Linked DNA regions of Rattus norvegicus: region 2 is linked to region 1. The links are chromatin contacts, called in public Hi-C maps. All regions are on one chromosome and are shown on one strand. The core of a region is the stretch at or near the end of the contact, and the rest is flanking DNA. Distances in the headings are between cores, read along the strand shown.

Region 1 (7,086 bases), core at 4,391-6,890:
TATGGGCCACATGTGGGGCAGAATGGGTGTTCCTTCTGTGTCTGTTTTAATTTTTGCCTCTCTATTCCCTGCCAAGGGTATTCTTGTTCCCCTTTTAAAGAAGGAGTGAAGCATTCACATTTTGATCATCCGTCTTGAGTTTCATTTGTTCTAGGCATCTAGGGTAATTCAACCATTTGGGCTAATAGCCACTTATCAATGAGTGCATACCATGTGTGTTTTTCTGTGATTGGGTTACCTCACTCAGGATGATATTTTCCAGTTCTAACCATTTGCCTACGAATTTCATAAAGTCATTATTTTTGATAGCTGAGTAATATTCCATTGTGTAGATGTACCACATTTTCTGTATCCATTCCTCTGTTGAAGGGCATCTGGGTTCTTTCCAGCTTCTGGCTATTATAAATAAGGCTGCGATGAACATAGTGGAGCACGTGTCTTTTTTATATGTTGGGGCATCTTTTGGGTATATGCCCAAGAGAGGTGTAGCTGGATCCTCAGGCAGTTCAATGTCCAATTTTCTGAGGAACCTCCAGACTGATTTCCAGAATAGTTGTACCAGTCTGCAATCCCACCAACAATGGAGGAGTTGAACATTTCTTTAGGTGCTTCTTGGCCATTCGATATTCCTCAGTTGAGAATTCTCTGTTTAGCTCTGTATCCCATTTTTAATAGGGTTATTTGATTCTCTGTAGTCTAACTCCTTGAGTTCTTTGTATACATTGGATATTAGCCCTCTAGAGGATGTAGGATTGGTAAAAATCTTTTTCCAATCTGTTGGTTGCCATTTTGTCCTATTGACAGTGTCTTTTGCCTTACAGAAGCTTTGCAATTTTATGAGGTTCTATTTGCTGATTCTTGATCTTAGAGCATAAGTCATTGGTGTTTTGTTCAGGAAATTTTCTCCAGTGCCCATGTGTTCGAGATGTTTCCCCACTTTCTCTTCTATTAGTTTCAGTGTATCTGGTTTTATGTGGAAGTCCTTGATCCACTTGGACTTGAGCTTTGTACAGGGAGATAAGAATGGATTGATTTGCATTCTTCTACATGCTGACCTCCAGTTGAACCAGCACCATTTGTTGAAAATGGTATCTTTTTCCCACTGGATGGCTTTAGCTTCTTTGTCAAAAATCAAGTGACCATAGGTGTGTGGGTTCATTTCTGGGTCTTCACTTTTATTCAAGGGTTTTCAGTTTTACATCATGTAGCTTTTGCCTTGCCTGCATGCCAGGTCACCTAGGCAGCATTTCCCAACAGCAGGTAACAACAGGTGGAAGCGACTTTGAATGCTGATCCTTGTTTATTGGTATGGTCACAGATCCATACCTTTGTGGCATGTAACCTCTTTGCCCCATCTGGTCTAGCCAGGTGTGGTGTAGCAATTTCCTTCTAATTAAAACATTCCATCCAGAAAGGAATGGGGAAGGCTCGTGAGTCTCTGGAAGCAAATAACTCACAAGTCTTAGCAAGTTCCTGAAACGAGTAAGATTCAGAAGGCTAGGGGAGGAATTTTCCTGACAGCCTGGATACAAGACAAAGGAACTTTCCCATCACCTAAGCTGCCTAAGTAGAGACTCTCTGACCTGCAGATCTGCCTAAAAGTTTCTCAGAGCTTCAAGATTGCAGCTTTTGTCAGTCAGTACCTTTGTCACAACTGCCTCTGAGTCCTCCATGTGCCTATACCCAACCCCTCCCACACCCTCCTAGAAAAAAAAAAAACAACGATCTCACTGGTTCACCAAGTTTCTTTTTAATAAAATTGTTCCCATAGTGTGTCATTGGTATCTAGAATAAATAAACATTTGTTTATACTCCCCACAAAAAAAAAAAAAAACGTTTCACATAACACTGTGCTTAGTGAAAAATCATACTAACCCATAAAATTCATATTCAGACGACAAAGTTTCACATTTAAAAGATTATTGCACACATGTGAGTTTCAAATAGTCTTCAAGGCTGACGCTGATAGCTATTGCCTCTACAGCAAGCAAAACACTGCAGGGAACAGGCCAATGATGGTTCGCTGCTCCGAAGTCAAGCCAATGATGGTTCGCTGCTCTGAAGTCAAGCCAATGATGGTTCGCTGCTCCAAAGCAAATCAGTTTAGCTAGGAAGTCAGGCACCACAATACAAAACAACTCTAACATCTTACATCATAAATAAGTTCACCGAGGAATGCTGGTGGGCAACAGGAGTTGAAGGTTTCTATGGTAGAAGTTGACTAGAGGCTTGCAGTGAAGATCCCATGACTCTAGGGAAAGATGTCTGAATTCTGTAATCGGGAGCTTAGAAATGAGAACTGGAAAACAGTGCAGTGGCTGGCCGGCTGCCCTGCCCTGGCCTTCTCTGAGGATGCTGGAACCAGAAGGTGCAGGGAGATGCCAGGTGTCTGCTATGAGGAAAGTGGAGGGGATGGCTCTGCTTTGGTGCGCATTTTAAGACACCAAGCCTTCAAAGGGGACAGGATGGCATGTAGCTCAAAATATGCCTCAATTTTCAGTTTCATTCTCCTACCAGAAGTCTTTCCTGGGCTTTGAGTAGATCCCAAGTGTCCCTATTTCAATGCTGTATCTAACTAAGTTTGTCTTTGCTTGTGCTTCAAAGGCTTGACCTTGGATGAGGCATCACACTATCTCTAATTCTTTTTCTCTCCACTTCACTGCTCTCTTGCTTTTTTCCCTTCAGTATACTTCCCATGACTCCATGCATGCAAGCTTACCACTGCTTGCTGTCCTTTCTCTCCTCCTCAGCAGAGCTTCTGCAGAGGCCAAAGCCATACATTACTATGCAAACTGTACAAGGATGTTTGTGTCCAACCTAAATATTTACACACAAGTTAAGTTCTGTACAATTCAAACTTATCCCATGCCCATTTGTTGCAAGGTGTTGGGCCAGGCAGCCCCAGATGAGTTCAAGACTGAGTTAAATCATTCACCATCCTGCAGGCCTTATCTCCTGGAGTCAGTATCGTGGCTGAGAGAAGCTTGCCTGGACACACATGGCTGCAGAATAAATACAGTCCTCAGCTGTTACTCAAGGCCTCATTTATTCATCCCCAAAGCCCACTAGAAAAATCAGTCTCTTTTCCAAGGTGTGGCATTAGAGGGGTAGCTACAGAACAGAGCTGCCCTGACCCTGGGTGAAGCCCTTCCTGTCCCCATCCCATCCAGAGTCTATAGTCTGATTTCCTCCTGAGCTTATTCCCCTGCATGGGGAATGATGGGTGGAAGAAGAGAGGGTTGCATGGTGTACTGCCAGGAAGGTCTCTCTGACTTCTATGACAGACAAGAAATGTCAGAATGAAACGTAAGGTTCAAAGGTCAGCCCCAGGATGAAAGGCTCAAGCAGAATGTACACAGGGTATGTCAGATCCAGGCATTCGAGGAAAGATGCTCCAATGAGATCCAGCTACATCACCCAACTCCACGTTTACCAAAACCCTTTCTCCTTGGTGCTCCTCCAACATTGAGATTCCAGGAGAAATTAGTAACTTGCACCACAAATTACTTCAGGCACCAAAACCCAACAGAGCCAAAAATAATAATAATCTGAGCATTAGACCTCTCTAACATCAGGCCCTGTTCCCTGCCTTCTGTTGTCAAATTCAGCTCCATTCTGGTATCCTTTATTTGTAAAGCCACCCCTCTTCACTCAAAGAAGGTGCACGGTTGGCAAGGCCAGCCCATCCGTCAGTGCAGACACACAGGCAAGGGTCTAACCCTGTGCCCTGGGATGGGAGGACGGTGGCAGGAAGGGAGCTCGGTGACGCTGAGGTTGGGGGATGAGAAGCCTGTCACTTTCACACTGGTGCCGTTGGGAGTTAGCCGCCATGGAAAACTCGAATTCCCTGCTGTAGAGAGGCCTCATGGCAAGATGGAGCCCGTGGACAGTGGCAGGCAGTGATGGAGAGAAAAAAGTCTAGGAAGGGTCCTACATGCCAGCTTCCAGCCAACAGACGCACTACTGCACCCGCCAAAGTCCATGGAGCAGAGGCCAGGGCCATCACAGGCCAGCTGAGAGACAGACAGATGGACACACAGTCGGTTATACACTAATATGAGATAATAAAAAATGGTTCTGATGGCATAAAGAAAAACATTTGAATTTTAAAAAACATAAATACACTCACCACAATGTGAACTCTCTAGACAAGCAGAATAAATGTCCTGAAATACTACATGGGCTGAAAATTATAATCCAGAAAATAAAGGTGGATCAGGTTATTCTTAGGAAGAGGTAGACTATATCGATAAGTGAGCATCCTCACTATGGTTTGGGAAGGGTTGGTCCCCTAAGAGATGGGTGGGCATGCCCGTGAGAGTGTGTGTGGTAAGTGCTCATGTACACATGCAAGTCTACACACAGTCTCCCTTGCTTGTTGACATTCATTCAATAGAGGTCTAATGCACTGGCAAATTTTAAGGCATTCTGTTTTGGATTTTGAGATAAAGCCTTGGAATTCTGTCTAGGCTGGTCCCCATCTCCTGGCCTCAAGTGAAACCCACATTCACCCACCACCCACCCCTGTCTCAGCCTCCCAAACACCTGGGACCACAGACCTGAGCCTAGATCCACTAGCAAATGCTTTAAATCTACCATTAAAAGCATCCTGTGTTCAACCAGTTCACACACTGTCCTGCTCTCTCTCCCCCTTCATTTATCACACAAACTTCCTGATTAACCCTCTCTGCTGCCTACTGCCCCTCCTCCCACGGCCTCATCTTAGGCAGTCACAGTGGCCATCATAGACCGTATAGACCCTGCCTCTTCTGGATTAACAACTTTATTTGCTTCCCCCAACCTCTTTCTAGTAAAAGCCAGTGCTCTCTGGGTAAGTCACAGCCACCTGGTTACCTCTTGCTACCTTGTCAACCTCACCAATACTCCTCCACATCCTCCACGACCTTCCCTGTTTGGCACTGCTTTGGCTTGGAAAGTCCCACCCCACACTTGCTTCAGGCCCTTAATCCAGGTCCCAGACCCCTAACCTGCCCCATGCTTTCCTCCTTAGGACCCTGACACCCTGTGCATGTTCACTTGCATGTTCACTTATCAGGCGTTCTCAATATGAGGAATTCCTATGTGACTCCAGTGTCACATCTCTGGCTTTTGGAACAGTGTTTGCAGTGTCATAGGCACTCAGTAATATATGAAGAAGATGTGGATAAAAAGCATAAGAGGGTGGCAACTGTCACAGCAAGGAAGGGCAACAGGAAGACAGCAAGGGAGCCTTTCAGATGATGGGGAATGTTACATTGGCAGGACGAGGGGACAGAGTGATGGGGGAGAACAAGAACCACACAGAGAGGATGCCAAGGCATATTCAAAACACAGGAAGCCCCTACATCAGAGAAAGTTTGTGCTCTGAAATAAGAGGTAATCAAGCAGCTGTGAGCAAGCTGCACACACACACATGCATCATGTATACCATACAAAGAGACAGACAACACAAATGTGTATACATGCACATTTGTGCACACATGTGGAACATGATGAAACAACACCCTAGGGAGCATGGCCTTCATCCTCCATGCAAAGAAGACCCACTTAGGATGATATTACAAATGAGAGAGAGAGAAAAAAAATCAGTCTTCAGGGTAGAAAGAAGAGGCAGAGAGCAAGGAGACTCATCTCACCAGCAAATCCTGGGCAGTTCAGGGACTAGGACACATAGGAAAACAGACAGAAATGGAGCAGAATGCCTTGGCCTTGTGAAGGAGAGCAGAGGGGGAAACCCACAAAACTAGGTAACTGTACTTCTGAGAACTATAAGGGAAACCCAAGCCAAAGACCACTCCAGTGATGCAGACTACAGTGTGCTGATGGACCAGAGCCAAACTTCCAGGGCAGGAGGAAGCACCCAAGGCCACAGTGTGCACTAGATAACCATCTTAGTAAGGAAGGCATCTGCCAGCTTTAATGATAGAATGAGGTGCGGAAGGAGACAAATGAGGTAGGACTGCTGCAGTCCAAGCCTGCCACCTAGTGGGCAGATACAAGTGCACACTTTTCAAGGGATAAAACCTTTCACCAAAAAGCCCTTGGAGCCAGTTCAGGTGATGCCACCAGCTCTGGATGGCAGACCACTACCCAAACTGTTCTCTGGCCAGACCACAGCCAGGTTTCTGGGGTCAAGGTGAATGAGGCAGACCCTATGTTAGCTGAAGGCTGGAGCGTGTGACTGGTGTCTCTCTAAATAAACCTTGGGCACTTGGTATAAAAAGAAGGGAGGGAGGGCAGGCAAGCCAAGAAGTGGCAAAAGAACATAGCCAGGACAGTTCCCCAGGCTCTGGCCATGCACAAGTCAGACAAGTTAAAGACTCTGTCTTTTTCTTCCTCCATTAAAAAAAAGACTTAAAATATAATTTAAGGATGAGAAAGACAGTTCAGTGGGTGAAAAGAGCATTTGTCATAAAAGCATCAGGACCTGAGTTCAGATCCCTAGCACCTACATTAGAAAGCTGGCTGTGGCCCCACACACCTGGAGTGCCAGCACTGGGGTAGGGAAAGACAGGAGGACAGTTGGGGTTTGCTGGCCAGTGAGCAGGCAGTCATTGCCAGAGGGCAAGCTGGCTGTCAATGAAGGAACTTGTTTCAATGGAATAGGGGCTAAAATGAAAAAGCAGGGCACTCAACATGCTCCTCTGGCCACCATGGGTAGGTATACCTGCACAAACACACACACATACACACACACACACACACACACACACACACACACACACACAAAATACATTTTTTAAAGATTTGTTTATTTATTATATGTAAGTACACTGTAGCTGTCTTCAGACACACCAGAAGAGAGCGTCAGATCTCATTACAGATGGTTATGAGCCACCATGTGGTTGCTGGGATTTGAACTCGGGACCTCTGGAAGAGCAGTCAGTGCTCTTAACCGCTGAGCCATCTCTCCATCCCCAAAATACATTTTATATTATGTATATATGCATTTAAAAGGAAATTGACTTCACAATAGACCATGTGACATGATTTTTAAAAACCATGGCTATTTTCTGTCAATTTGACATAAGCTCAAGTCAGTTGAGAACATGTTTGACCAGATATCCTACAGGAAAGTCTATGGGG
Region 2 (6,386 bases), core at 542-3,041, 360 kb before region 1:
ACTGAAAAGCCTGCCCGTTGTGGGTGGTGGCACAAGGAAGACAGAAGTAGGCACGTCCTGGTGAGTTTAAAGTCAGTGTGGTCTGCACAGTGGGTTCTAGGACAACAGTGGGGCTACATAGAGAGACCCTGCCCAGAAAAGAACAAAAAGATAGACGAGCCTTTGAAGGTGAGAGACATTTCTCTACAGCTTGATTTCTCAAGCCCCTAATGGAACATTGTTAATTCTGATTGACTAAACACCAGGACGATGTACAAGCAAGGGTGGCTACCAGCTGGGATGACTTCAAAGGGTACCTGTTCTGACTCTAGTATGAAGCCTCTCACTTTTAAGGTCCTATGTCATTCTTTTGAAGTGAGAGACTGCTGCAGACCACTGCTGGTGAGAGGCAGCTGGTAAGGCTACTTTCCAGGGAGGTGGTCAAGAACCCAGCCTTCCCCAATCCCACTCTCCTCTTACCGTGGACCTATTCCAGAAGAGGGCAAGTCGTAGGATCAGAACAGAATCTCTGTTCAGCCGCAGTGTTATCAACTGAGGCTTTGAAAACTGCCAGGTCCAAGATGGGTTCTGAATTCATTGGCCTGGATGGAGGTCTTGAACCCTTACAAGTTCTAAGAAATTCCCATGTTAGGGACCACAGTGGCTGTTATTCTCCAGATGTGTTGCTGCTCTGTCTGTCTGGCCCCTGCTGCTTCTTACTTGGTTCTAAGGAACCCAGAGTCCTTTTAGGAAATCTGAGGGGTTGATGAGGAGAAGGCAGAGAGAGGACACAACTACAACCCTGAGATGAGGCCCTCCATTCTCTTACTGGTGCTTGCCTAGCTGTGCTCCTGAAGAACAGCTCATTCCACAGATGTAGGAGAATGCCTGGCAACTGATACTTCTCTCCAGTCAGGCCTTGCCCACCATCTTTTTTTGTTGTTGAGGCAGAACCTCACTTTGTAGTCCAGATTGGCCCAGAACTCACTGTGTAGCCCCTTGTTAGCCTCAAACTTGCAGTAACTCTCCTGTCTCGGCCCATCAAATGTTAGGATTAAGAGCACTAATCAACAAGCCAGGCTGCAATTTGCATCTCTAACCAGCCAAGCATAAGACTGGTGAAGTTTGGAATGTATCTGGACCCTTTTCCTGGGTCTAGACAACTGAAAGGAAACTTTGGCCAATCTATCAGTCTCAAAAACAGAGCACCACACCAAAAAACGCTGTGCCCAAGTGTCTGCTACTATAAATGCAATCTTATTCCTTAGGTGTGAGGTACTAGTTTGGTGGTTTGGGACGCGGCAGCCACAGGCTGCCTGGTTGTGGACCACATCCCAGACCTGTTCCTCAGGTCCCGCCGATACCCAGCTAGCCAGCAGCTAGCAGCCCAGTCATCCTTTCCAGCCTCAGTCTGGAAAGCTGGACCCCGGCGCCGCGTGTGCTCTTGGCTGCCGGCGCCCAGGGCCCCGTGGCCACATCATCCTGAGGCTGGGAAGTGTGCGTTCTCGCGCCTTTGCGCCACGAAGCCGGGTCTACGCGGCGTCCCACACAAGGGGTCTGGGGGCATCCTGCATCTAGCCACCCCGGAGAGTGGATAGGACCCGGGCGGTGGGGGACCCCAGAGCGGTCTCTAGGACCCGCGGGACGCCGCAGGCGGGCGGGGTGCGGGGGAGACGCTAATTTGTTCCGTGGTAATGAGAACGGCGACTGCTGGCCGCGGATCCATTGCACAGACCCGCCCTCAGATCGCTGGTCCCCGGCGCCAACTCGGACAGGCTGCTCATTTATTGCAACGGTCAAGGGCGGCTCGTGCCAGAGTAGCGCGCGCGCGCACGCACACACTCGGGGAGGGGAGAAAGTTTTTTTTTGAAAAATGAAAGGCTAGACTTGCTGCTCCGCGACCCGGGCGCTGCGCGAGGGGGTCGTGGCAGACTCGGGGCAGTAGGACGTCCACCGGCTCGGCGCCCGCGTGGGATGCTGCAGCGCTGGTCGCGGGGCCCCTGAAGCAGCTGCACGCCAGGCCGGCGACAATGGCAGAGCGCCCGGCGCGGCGCGCGCCCCCCGCCCGCGCCCTCCTGCTGGCCCTGGCTGGGGCCCTGCTGGCGCCCCGTGCAGCCCGAGGTAAGTCACCCGCACAGGCGGCTGCCTGCGCGTCCCATCTCAGCCACCTCGCGACAAGCCGGGGTCTCCGCAAGTGCCACAGCGGCAAGGAGAGGAGACGCACCAGGGCGCATCTGAGGAACCCCTCCTCCATCCCCGCTCAGGCTCCCGGCGCTCCGACACTGGTTACCCCTGCCAGGTGCCCACTCCGGGGGTTGGGGTGGCACAGGGGAAGAAGACGTTTTGCTCGCGGACCTTGAAGCTGCTAGTGTCTGAATGAAAAGGCATAGCCTCGCCTCTTGGAGTGACATTTGCTCCTAAGGCTCTTAGTGTCTTGACAGTTACACGTGTCTCCTGGGAGGGTGTGCGTGGGGTCGTTTTACTGATCCAGTGGGGTAGTGAGTTCCTTCACCAGCTTCGGAGTCAACTCCCCACGAAGTTTCCTTTCCACCCCCCACTCTGACACAGCCGGGAGACGCAGAGGACGCGCCCCGCCCCCATCACAGGTGTACCCGCGGCGCTCTTTACTCTTTTTTTGTTTCATCTGGAGATTTCTGGCTTCCCTCCCTAATTGTCAGTAAGGATCAAACTTTAACAGAACTCCTCTCTTGCTCATCGTTAGCAAATAAGGGCTTACACCAAGACCTTGTGTAGCACGAGAACCCACTTCAGAGTTTAACGAAAGTGTATACATTAAAGGAGTTTTTACAGACTTGTATTTTCCGGAGTTGAATCTTCCTAAAGCCGGGGCACCTGTGGACCCTGTTCCTATAATGAGAACTCACAGCAGGTGCCTTTTTAAAATTCCGGAGCTTCCCCGGTCACCCTCGCTGCCGGCCCCCTTTAGCCACTAGGGGCGCTGTTCACCAATGAATGATTCGCCCTGACCTCCAACTCTCATTTCCGTGATTCTAGGTAATCAGGCGTTTAGTTTCCGACAACTAGCTAGCCCTCCTTCATCAACTGTTTCCAACAAGAAACATTTTATTTCTTAATTGTCACTGTCACCCTCGACCCTCCAGCATGTCTTACCATAACGTAACCAAATTCTAGCTCCCATAAATACCGACACAGCAAAATAGATCAACCTGGCAAATTGGTGATTGAATTAGACGGTTGCACATCAGTGAAAAAGGCTACAACACCGAAGCCTATTTAGCGAACTCTGGGACCTGCAGATGAAAACCGCAGTCTAAGGTGTTTTTGAGAGAGTTCTGTACAAACTGATTCCTTGGAAGGTTGTTCAGCAAGTGCACTTAGAAACATGTAAACCTGTGAGGTTCAAAGTATGCCTGAGTTGGCCGTGAACTTGGCATATGCTCCACACACACAAACAGAAGTCCGGGCACAGCTGATATATTTTAGAGGTCATTGTTTATTAAATAAAGCTAATAGCGGGGAGTTCCTTCACTGGGAGGGAGGCTGTAGCCTCTGTAGACAGAGTCTTGCCTTAGGATGGGGGAGACATCTTCAGCAAAGCAGGCTAGCATGCTTGTAGTGGTTTAAGTATTGTCTAATATTAATATTAATATTCCAAGTCCATGGTGTGTTTACACTTAGATTCTCAGTCCATTCCCCAAGTCTCGTCATCGAGGATGTTTAAAGCACACGAAGCATTTGCTCATTTTGGCAGATGATGGGAATCATTACTTGTCGAGGGCTGAGTATATCTTGAGTTTGACTGTAGCCTCGTTCATTGCTCCGAGCTCCAGCACGGCTCAGCACAAACAAGTCTGAAACAGAGTCCCAGATCCCAAGCCCCGCACCCCCAGCAATCTCCCCTGCTGCAAGAACGACATCTGTTGCTTCCTCCGGATGCCTCTTGCTGACACTTAATCCCCGAGTCTCCCTTTCACAACATGGGTATATTCCGATCTCCCCAGCTCCTTCCTTCTGTTTCAGTGCACCTTCCCAACCAGGCTGCCATCAGCATGTCCCTCAGCAGAAGTTCACTTGTATCCCAGCAGCTCGTGAGTTGTACACGTGGTGTTCTTCTTGTCTTCACATGGTGTTCTCTCCAGCCCAGCAGCCAGTGTGGTTGCTGTCCATCCTCAACCAGACCCTGGGAATTGCCTTTCCCAGAACTCTCCTGTTACTCTCTGTTCATGGATGTGTATGAGGGTTTATGGGTGTGCAGAAGCAGGTAGAGGACAGGTGACAATCTCTAGTGTCATTCCTTAGGTCCCACCCACCTTTTATAAACAGCCAGAGATGGTCACTGGCTGGAATTCATCAAGTACATGTGGCTGGCTGACTGGTAAGCCCTGGGGAGCTACCCATTTCTCTGCCTCTTAGCCTTGGGATTATAAGTGTGTACCCCGCCAAGCCTGACTTTTTGTGTGAATTTTTTGGGAAATTGAACTCAGGTCCTCATGTTTCCACAGCAAGCAATTTCTAGATTGAGCGAGCTCCCTGGCCCCTCAGACTGGTTCTTCTTTAGGAACGTGACTGCCTCAGCAATTACTTCAGGAGCCTGGAAAGTTCTCTCACATCCTGTATGGCCTCACGTCTGAGCAAATAACGTTTTCTTTCTTCCTTTCTTTCTTAGTTTTTGTGTTTTTATGATATGCACATTCCAGAAACTTCTGAGAAAGAGTATCTGGGTGATTCACATTTTGAAAAGTATTTTATGTGTATGGGTATTTTGCTTGTGTGTGTGTCTACCCTACGAGCCTGCATGCCTTACGCCTGTGGAGGCCAAAAGAGGGAACAAGATCCCCTGGAACTGGATTCTAGAGATGAATCCTAGAATCTAGAATCTAGAGAGTGCTCCTGTAGATGCCTGGTACTGAGCCTGAATCTACTAGAACAGTTAGTGATCTTAACCACTGAGCCATCTCTCCAGCCCAAGATAGTTCTTGGATGACTTGCGAATGCACGAAGGCTGCCTTTAGTTACAAACAACAGGAAACACAATCGTGGCAGAGTTTTTGTTGTTGTCCTTGTGTTTTTTGTTTTGTGTGTGTTTTTTTAACATGGAAAGCCACTGTGAAGTGAACTGTGTAGGAGTGATTTCACAGGTGTTGCAGGCCAGTGATCTAGTCAGGGATACTCATCCTCTGCATGAGTCAGTCAGGAACACCACACACATCCTCCGTGCATCTGAGTCAGTCAGGAACATTGCACTTCCTCAGCATCTGTCATCCTTAGATGCTGATGTCCACTCTTACCTTTTCGGCCTTGTCTCACGCTGGCTGATGCACCCCTATTCTCTTACCTGCATTCTAGGCAGCAGTGGAACTAAAAAGGCAAAGGCTGAAGGCCTACAATTCCCTCTTTTTTTTTTAAAGGAAAATAATATTTTTATAAGCATTTAGCAGATCTCATTGACAGCTTATGACCCAGGACATGGTTAGCTGCACAGGACTCTGGAAGACATGTGTAGCTGTGCACACAGGCTCCTCAAAAAAGAAAAAATAAGCCAGAGTTTAATAGGAAAGCTTGTGTCAGCTGTACCCTTCATACACATGCATGCACACACGCACATGCATGTGCACACACACACACACACAGAGGTGGGTGTCTATGTGTATAAAATCATACTTAACATGCAAACATTTCATCCCTTCCATTGTCATTTGGCTCTATTTGGCTTCTATTCTTTCCTTGTGGAAACATTTTTTTCATTTTTTTGGAGGAACTGAGGCTAAGTAATCTAAAGAAGCTGAGCACATTTCTCCCCATAGAAATGACGCTCTCCCTCCCTTCTTCCTTCCCACTCCTTCTGTCCCCCTTCCCTCCTCCTTTTCTGCTCTCTTCCTCTCCCTTTCTCCCACTCCTCTCTCGTTCACACTCATTTATGTGCATGCATCAGTGCGCACGTGAGCAAACACACACACCCCTGTGTGTACGGATAAGATACAGTACCTATATGTGTGCATATACCTGTATATATATGCATGCATGGTCAGCATTCTAGTCTTTCTGTCCTTGCATGTTCCCCATTCCATCTTCGATTGCTAGTTTGTTAGGAGTCACGTGTCCTTTGTATTCAATAAGGAATTTCCTTATTGTCTCTCTGCCCACTGCTGCCTGGGAACATGAGAAATTAGCAGCATACTCATTGTTCATCTTTTAAATATACTTTCTTTCTGAAAGTTCCCATCTTCTCTTTGTAACTGTAATCTTTATGTTTTCTGTAAATGTGCGTTAGCAGCGGTCTTTTCAGTGATCACATTGGGCACTCAGTGTAACTGTCAGGTTGAATTTTCATGCGAACTCTTCACTTTACTCTCTTACACTGTTTCTTCAGCTGCTGCTTCGTCTTCCCGGTCATTTTCCACCTCTACACTTTATTCTGTTTGTGG

The links. Hi-C and Micro-C count contacts between places; a contact is called where the count stands out from the background.
Region 2: a contact with region 1 is called in a Hi-C map of mammary epithelial cells, with 6 times the contacts expected there. The contact joins the promoter of Adam12 here to the enhancer-like site in region 1. A contact is called at or near these places in 9 of 12 Hi-C or Micro-C datasets (the A7r5 cell line, the Rat2 cell line, frontal cortex and 5 more) and 1 of 1 datasets of contacts at active chromatin or transcription factors (oligodendrocytes).

What each region holds. Positions count from the first base shown.
Region 1 is chr1:198,078,860-198,085,945 of GRCr8, reverse strand. All of the region lies in intron 2 of Fank1 (fibronectin type III and ankyrin repeat domains 1), which reads right to left. Among named protein-coding and RNA genes, the nearest start is that of Fank1, 75 kb to the right of the region's middle. Within about 2 kb of position 5,640, at least 4 of the 93 cell types and tissues checked have an H3K27ac peak or open chromatin away from gene starts, as enhancers often do.
Region 2 is chr1:198,439,085-198,445,470 of GRCr8, reverse strand. Adam12 (ADAM metallopeptidase domain 12) reads left to right here and starts at 1,791. Exons shown (of 23, transcript NM_001427293.1): 1 at 1,791-2,100. The coding sequence starts at 2,010. It overlaps LOC134483951 (a long non-coding RNA gene), which reads right to left and starts at 592. Exons shown (of 2, transcript XR_010061156.1): 1 at 460-592.